Regions from separate parts of the Mus musculus genome. Here region 1 is linked to region 2. A link is a contact called in public HiChIP or PLAC-seq data. All regions are on one chromosome and are shown on one strand. Each heading gives the region's core, a stretch centred on a gene start, on an enhancer-like site or on the middle of the called end of the contact. The rest is flanking DNA. Distances are from core to core; before and after follow the strand shown. Region 1 holds the start of Omp (olfactory marker protein). Region 2 holds the start of Ints4 (integrator complex subunit 4).

Region 1 (2,700 bases), core at 100-2,599, 660 kb after region 2:
ACTCTGCTACACCATTCGAGTCTCAGTCTCCCAGTTCAAAAAGCACTGCACCAAGGACGCCTCAGTCAGGATCACCTCCACCAAGTCCACAAGCCAGTACCAGCTCAATAATTAAACTAAAGTTAGCCTTACTCCTCACCAGGACTAGCCCTCAGGCCCACATCCATACAAATAGTTATGCCATCTCTCAATACCCATATGAGCGTGGGTGGCTAGAGTTGTTTCAGTTTCTACACGCTCTCTCACTTCTCCATAAAAACCAGGCCCAGACCTGGAAAAGCAGTCAGATCAAGCCCCGCTGTCATCCTGCCCAGTGTCTTGAAGGCCCTAAGGTCACAGCGGGCTGCTGCCGACACTGGGAGGAGAACCTTCCTGCTGCCAGAGGCTGGGCATTCGCCTCCTGGCTCCAGCTTTGGCCAGCAGGGCAAACGCCTTCTTGCCAGGTTCCCCGGAAGGTGTTCCTGTCCAGTCTCAGTCTCCCATCCCTGAAGGGAGGAATCAGTGCTGGCCGTTTGCATCTCTTGGTCAGTCTCTTTATCTCTCAGTCCCGCTCTTCACCACAGGGGGCCCATCCATCTTCCCACGTGGACCCAAAAGGCCTCTACAGTCTATAGTAGCAGCATCCGGCTTCTAGACTACGGAGCCATGGGACATCACTGTGAGCCGCAGCACTGGCACCAGGGAAAAGGAGGGGATGTAGCACTCGGGGGAACTCTGGCCAAGATGAGCACAGGAGGAGCAGCTAGAAGAATGTCCCCAAAATACACATGAGGAAGGAGATCCAGGCAAGGGAGAGGTGGGGCCAGGGGTAGGGCAGCCAGGGCTGTCATCAGAGCTGGTTAAACACCACAGAGGCCTTTAGGTTGGCAGGCTCCACGCCCTCGCCAAAGGTGATGAGGAAATACATGACCTTGCGGATCTTGGCCAGATCAGAAAGGCGCTCCCCAAACTCCAGGGCGTCTGCCTCATTCCAATCCATGGCGTCGGAGTCTTCCTTGCGCCAGAAGATGGCGGCGGGGTCCAGCAGCTGGCGTGTCATGAGGTTGGTGAGGTCGGGCGTCCAGTTCTGCGAGGTGCCCGTGATGGTGACCTTGCCGGGCTTGTCCAGAACCACGTTCCAGTGATCGAACTGCAGCTTCTGCTGCTGGATGAAATCGAGGCGGTAGACGGACTCAGCCGGCCGGATCAGCTTCTCACCATCCTGCTTCTTCTCCCCACGCTGCTTCAGGCTCTCTACTCGGAGCCGCATCTGCTGGGTCAGGTCCTGGTCCAGAACCAGCGGCATCTCCAGCTGCTGCTTCTGCGGCCCATCCTCTGCCATGGCCCAAGTGCTACAGCGATTGCCACTGCCACCACTACCACCAGCGTCAGGGAATCAAGTGGGCTGGATCCTCCGATGCCAAGAGAAGAGGCCACCTGAAGGCCCGCCTCCCTTTCCAGCCTTTCTGGCCCCACCCAGTTCTCAGAACAGGGGACACAGGAGTGTGTGTGTCCAACTGCCTCCTAACTGGTAAAGCTGTGCTGTAGGCAGGCTGGAGGGTGATGGGCTCCCTGGGGACCAGAGCACTGATATCAACTGCTGTGGCAACCACCTTGACTACAGTGGTAGTGGCAAGCTGGAGCTTTGCTTGTTTGTGAAGAATGGAATACTCCACAGGGCTGTTGGGAGATAGGTGAGGTTATAGACACATGGAGGTAACCGAAGACTGTCCAGGAAAGAGGTGGCAGGGCGGGGTAGCACCGGTGGCACACATTTCAGTTTTCTGTAGTCAGCCAAGCCAACTTTCCATGGTTGCCTCCTCCTCCGCACCCCCCACCCCACTCTGTCATAGCCCCTGTCAGGTCCTGTCAGGTGCCCTGGTGTCTCCCTCTCCTTTATCACCATCAGGACCCAGCCCAGCTGTCACCTCCCATCTGAACCTGCAGCTCTCAAATCCCAAATCATCTGCCAGACAGACGGCTGGCTCGGCTCCCAGAGGCCGTGGTTTGATCGATCCAACCACATAGCCACAGGATTGGCTCTCACGTCCACCAAAATCCTACCAGCCATTCCGCCTAAACTGATCCTCCACCTCCCGTGGGAGACGTGAGGCCAGGGAAGAAGCTGGGGACCTACAAGGGAATGTCAGTGGGAGGTGGAACCCAGGCAGTGTATGTGGACAGATGGCAGAACTGGAGTCTGTGAGTGCCTCTGAGTGGTGGAGACAGAGATGCTGCTGTCTCGGAACATCACACACACACACACACACACACACACACACACACACACACACACACACACACACACGAAAGAGGCATGGGGTGAGGTGTAGTAGCTGGAACCACTGGAACGGTCTAGGGGATCAGAAGTACATTCTATTGCCAGATGGAGGTCAACTGAACCACTCGGGGTTTGGGGTTATGACCAGCACAGAGCCCCATGATGCACGATGGGCAACTTGCCTGCTCTGTTCTATTTGTTTGTTTGTGTTTGTTTTGTGTTGTGTTGTTTGGCGCAGGGCCGCACTGTGTAGCCATCCAGGCTGGCCTCAGGCTCCCAGAAACCCTCCTGCTTGAGCCTCCCACGTGCTGGGCTCACAGGTATGAGTCACCACGGCAAACTGTTTTATTTTGTTTTGTTTGTAGAGTACTGGGAATTGAACTCAAGGGCTCTGTAACTGAACCACACGCCCTAGATCAGTTCCTTTTTATTTTAAGGCA
Region 2 (2,700 bases), core at 25-2,524:
TCTATGTGTTTTTGGGTCCTCTGTACCTACCAACTTCCTGTTCCCTCCTCTAAATGTCCCATGTTTTGGTTAAAAAAGTAAAGAACAGGTGAGTTGTAAAACTCAAGAGCACCACATATCTCAGATGCAGGGTGTTCTTGTTTCTGTATTGTTTCATTACACTGTAAGCATGTTTTTGTTAGGTAGGGATTATCAGTATGCTTGTCGTGGAGGTCACTTGTTCAAGTACCAGAGTCTTAAAGGAGTGTTGTGTTAGAATCTGACTCCCCTATTTCTGCCTTCACTATTCACTTTAATATGGGTTAAATAATAACAGCAATTCCATTCTTATTCCTTCCTTCATTATTGATCTTAACAAGGGTTAAATAATAACAGGAACTCTATTCTACTCATTGTTCATGTTCTAGACTTATTTCCAGGGTCTTGATATTTGTACTTGCATTTTTTAGGCAAAATGAGATTTATCTTTCTATTATGTAGACTGTTTTCCAAAGAAAGACTACAAAGACCTTCTGAGAAGCAGACTTAACTTGAAAAACAAGGTTTTCTGAAACCTACCAACTACAATGAAGTTAAAAACCTGTAATTGAGTTTATGCTAAATGCTAATCATAATAAAGTTCCCTTTTTATTAAGCTTTGCTTGCTTGCCAAAGTCATAAAGAACCTTTGTAAGACTTTGAGGACACCTCATCCTTCTACTGTGGGTGTGTGTGTGTGGGTGTGTCTGTAATGGTAACATTTTTGCCTTTCTATATCTCAGTGTTGGCTCCTGGTTTTTGACACCACAACACGTGGCTTCATCCTCAGTCTCAAGATTCTTTTTCACTGTTTCCCAGCTGTCAGAGGAAGCATTAGTCTCTTCACCAGAGATTCGTGGAACACACTGACAGTCCTGATAGAGACTTGGCTCCGGGTGGACCACCAGCATTCTTAAATCTTCAGACTTGCAGAGTAGTACCATTCAGAAAAATGATCTTAAACCTTTCATTGATTCAACAGGAAGATTCTTGGCTTTCTTTTCTTTATCTTTCCGTTTTTCTTCTTCTTCTTTCTTATTGATGGATAACTTCTAAATTACTGTAACAAAGTAAAACGAACTTCGGGGAGGAGCTGGAACTATGGCAACACTCACCCTAAGATTCTAGCAGGGCACCTCCAGGATACAGCTCCGGGTTTTGCCTCCAGCTCCCACCAGCCCCGCCTTTTACTCCACCCATCTTCCAGGATGCACTCTAATTTCCGTCTCCCAGCAGTAGCGGCAGCCAATCGACTCACTGGGCAGTGGAGCTTCAGGAAGAGGCCTCTCTATCCAGCAACCCCACTGCTTTGTGGGATTGCAGCGAAATCGGTGCTGTAGAAAGGTTTCTCTCCACGTTCTCAGCAAGTACAGAAGCCGAGAAGGTCCGGTGCAGCCATGGCGGCGCACCTGAAAAAGCGGGTGTATGAGGAGTTCACTAAAGTGGTTCAGGTAAGCGCTGGCAGAAAAAGCCATGGACCAGTCTGCGCGGGAGGGTTGTCCGCACCCAGGCTGTTCTCCAGATCAGCGCCTAAGCTTGTGTGTAGCCGGCTTAGGTTTAGGTTCCTAGGCTGCGCGTCAGGCAGGGGGCGTGTTAGGTCGAGGCCGCTGTTCTCATGTGTACTCTGACTTTGGGGTTTGTTGTTGTTGTTGTATTTAAAGTTCTGGGACTAGAATTCGGGGTCTTAAGCATGCTAACTTATCACTCTATCCCAAAGTCACACTCCCAGCTCACTTGATAAAGACAAAACAAAATCATTGGGACAACGTGCTGTATAGTTTTAAAAACTGTCAGGTATCTTATTTTAATGTCTCACAGCTCGGTTGTGCCAGATCGGTTATATTTGCATTCTCCTGTCCTCAGTTGGTGGCAGAACTCCTCTTAACTCGTGTACCTCTAACTTTCAGAGACAAGTTGAGCTGTATGCAAAACCCCAAGCTGACTAAAGGTCTGTAGAATTCAAGGCTCAGACCAAGCAGGCAAGAGTCACAGGACGGCAAACCTATCATCCTCTCTCTTTTAAACATAGGTGGACCAAGAGAGCCCCTGTCAGAACTGTCAGTGTGCTCCACAGTGTCTCTGTAGAAGCGATGTATTCTGCTTCTTAAATTTCCATATGTACACAGATACATACAAAATATACGCGTCTTGAGGAATACTTAAATTTTTTATCTTTTTTGTAGTAGGGGAGATTGAGTGTAGGGCCTTATGCATGCTGAGGCATGTGGTCTACCACCGAGCTGTTACAGATCTCGCTCTTTTAGGGAGTTTGTTATGATGCAGATTATGTTCAATAGGTTGGTGGTGTGAGGCAAGATCTGCATTTTGACCAGGCCCGGGGGTTTATGCCAGTGGATCCCCAGCAGTCTTAGATATTTAGGCAGAGTGGTCTCATTAAGGAAAAAAAAAAATTTTTTTTTTCTTTGAGACAGGGTCTCACTATGTAGAGCAGGCTGATCATGAACAGGAAGGAATCAGCCTGCCTTTTCTTCCCAAGTGCAGGGATTAAAGGCTTGCATCACCATGCCTGATGGAAAATGACTCTTAAACCTTCCATTCATTCATTAATTCAACAGGAAAAAATTAAAGTATTTTCAAATACTTGAGTGATTTCTGTGTACCATGTGTGGTAGGAAGTCGTTGTCTATCAGAACCCCTGCTTTTGGGGAGTACATAGTCTAA

The links. HiChIP or PLAC-seq counts read pairs in DNA pulled down with a chosen protein or histone mark.
Region 1: an HNF4G HiChIP or PLAC-seq map of pancreatic cancer cells shows a contact between it and region 2. The contact joins the promoter of Omp here to the promoter of Ints4 in region 2.

The regions. Positions count from the first base shown.
Region 1 is chr7:98,144,098-98,146,797 of GRCm38.p6, forward strand. Omp (olfactory marker protein) reads right to left here and starts at 1,350. Exons shown (of 1, transcript NM_011010.2): 1 at 1-1,350. The coding sequence starts at 1,321. The coding sequence ends at 830. The region is part of intron 3 of Capn5 (calpain 5); the gene reads right to left.
Region 2 is chr7:97,479,682-97,482,381 of GRCm38.p6, forward strand. Ints4 (integrator complex subunit 4) reads left to right here and starts at 1,275. Exons shown (of 23, transcript NM_027256.2): 1 at 1,275-1,469. The coding sequence starts at 1,416.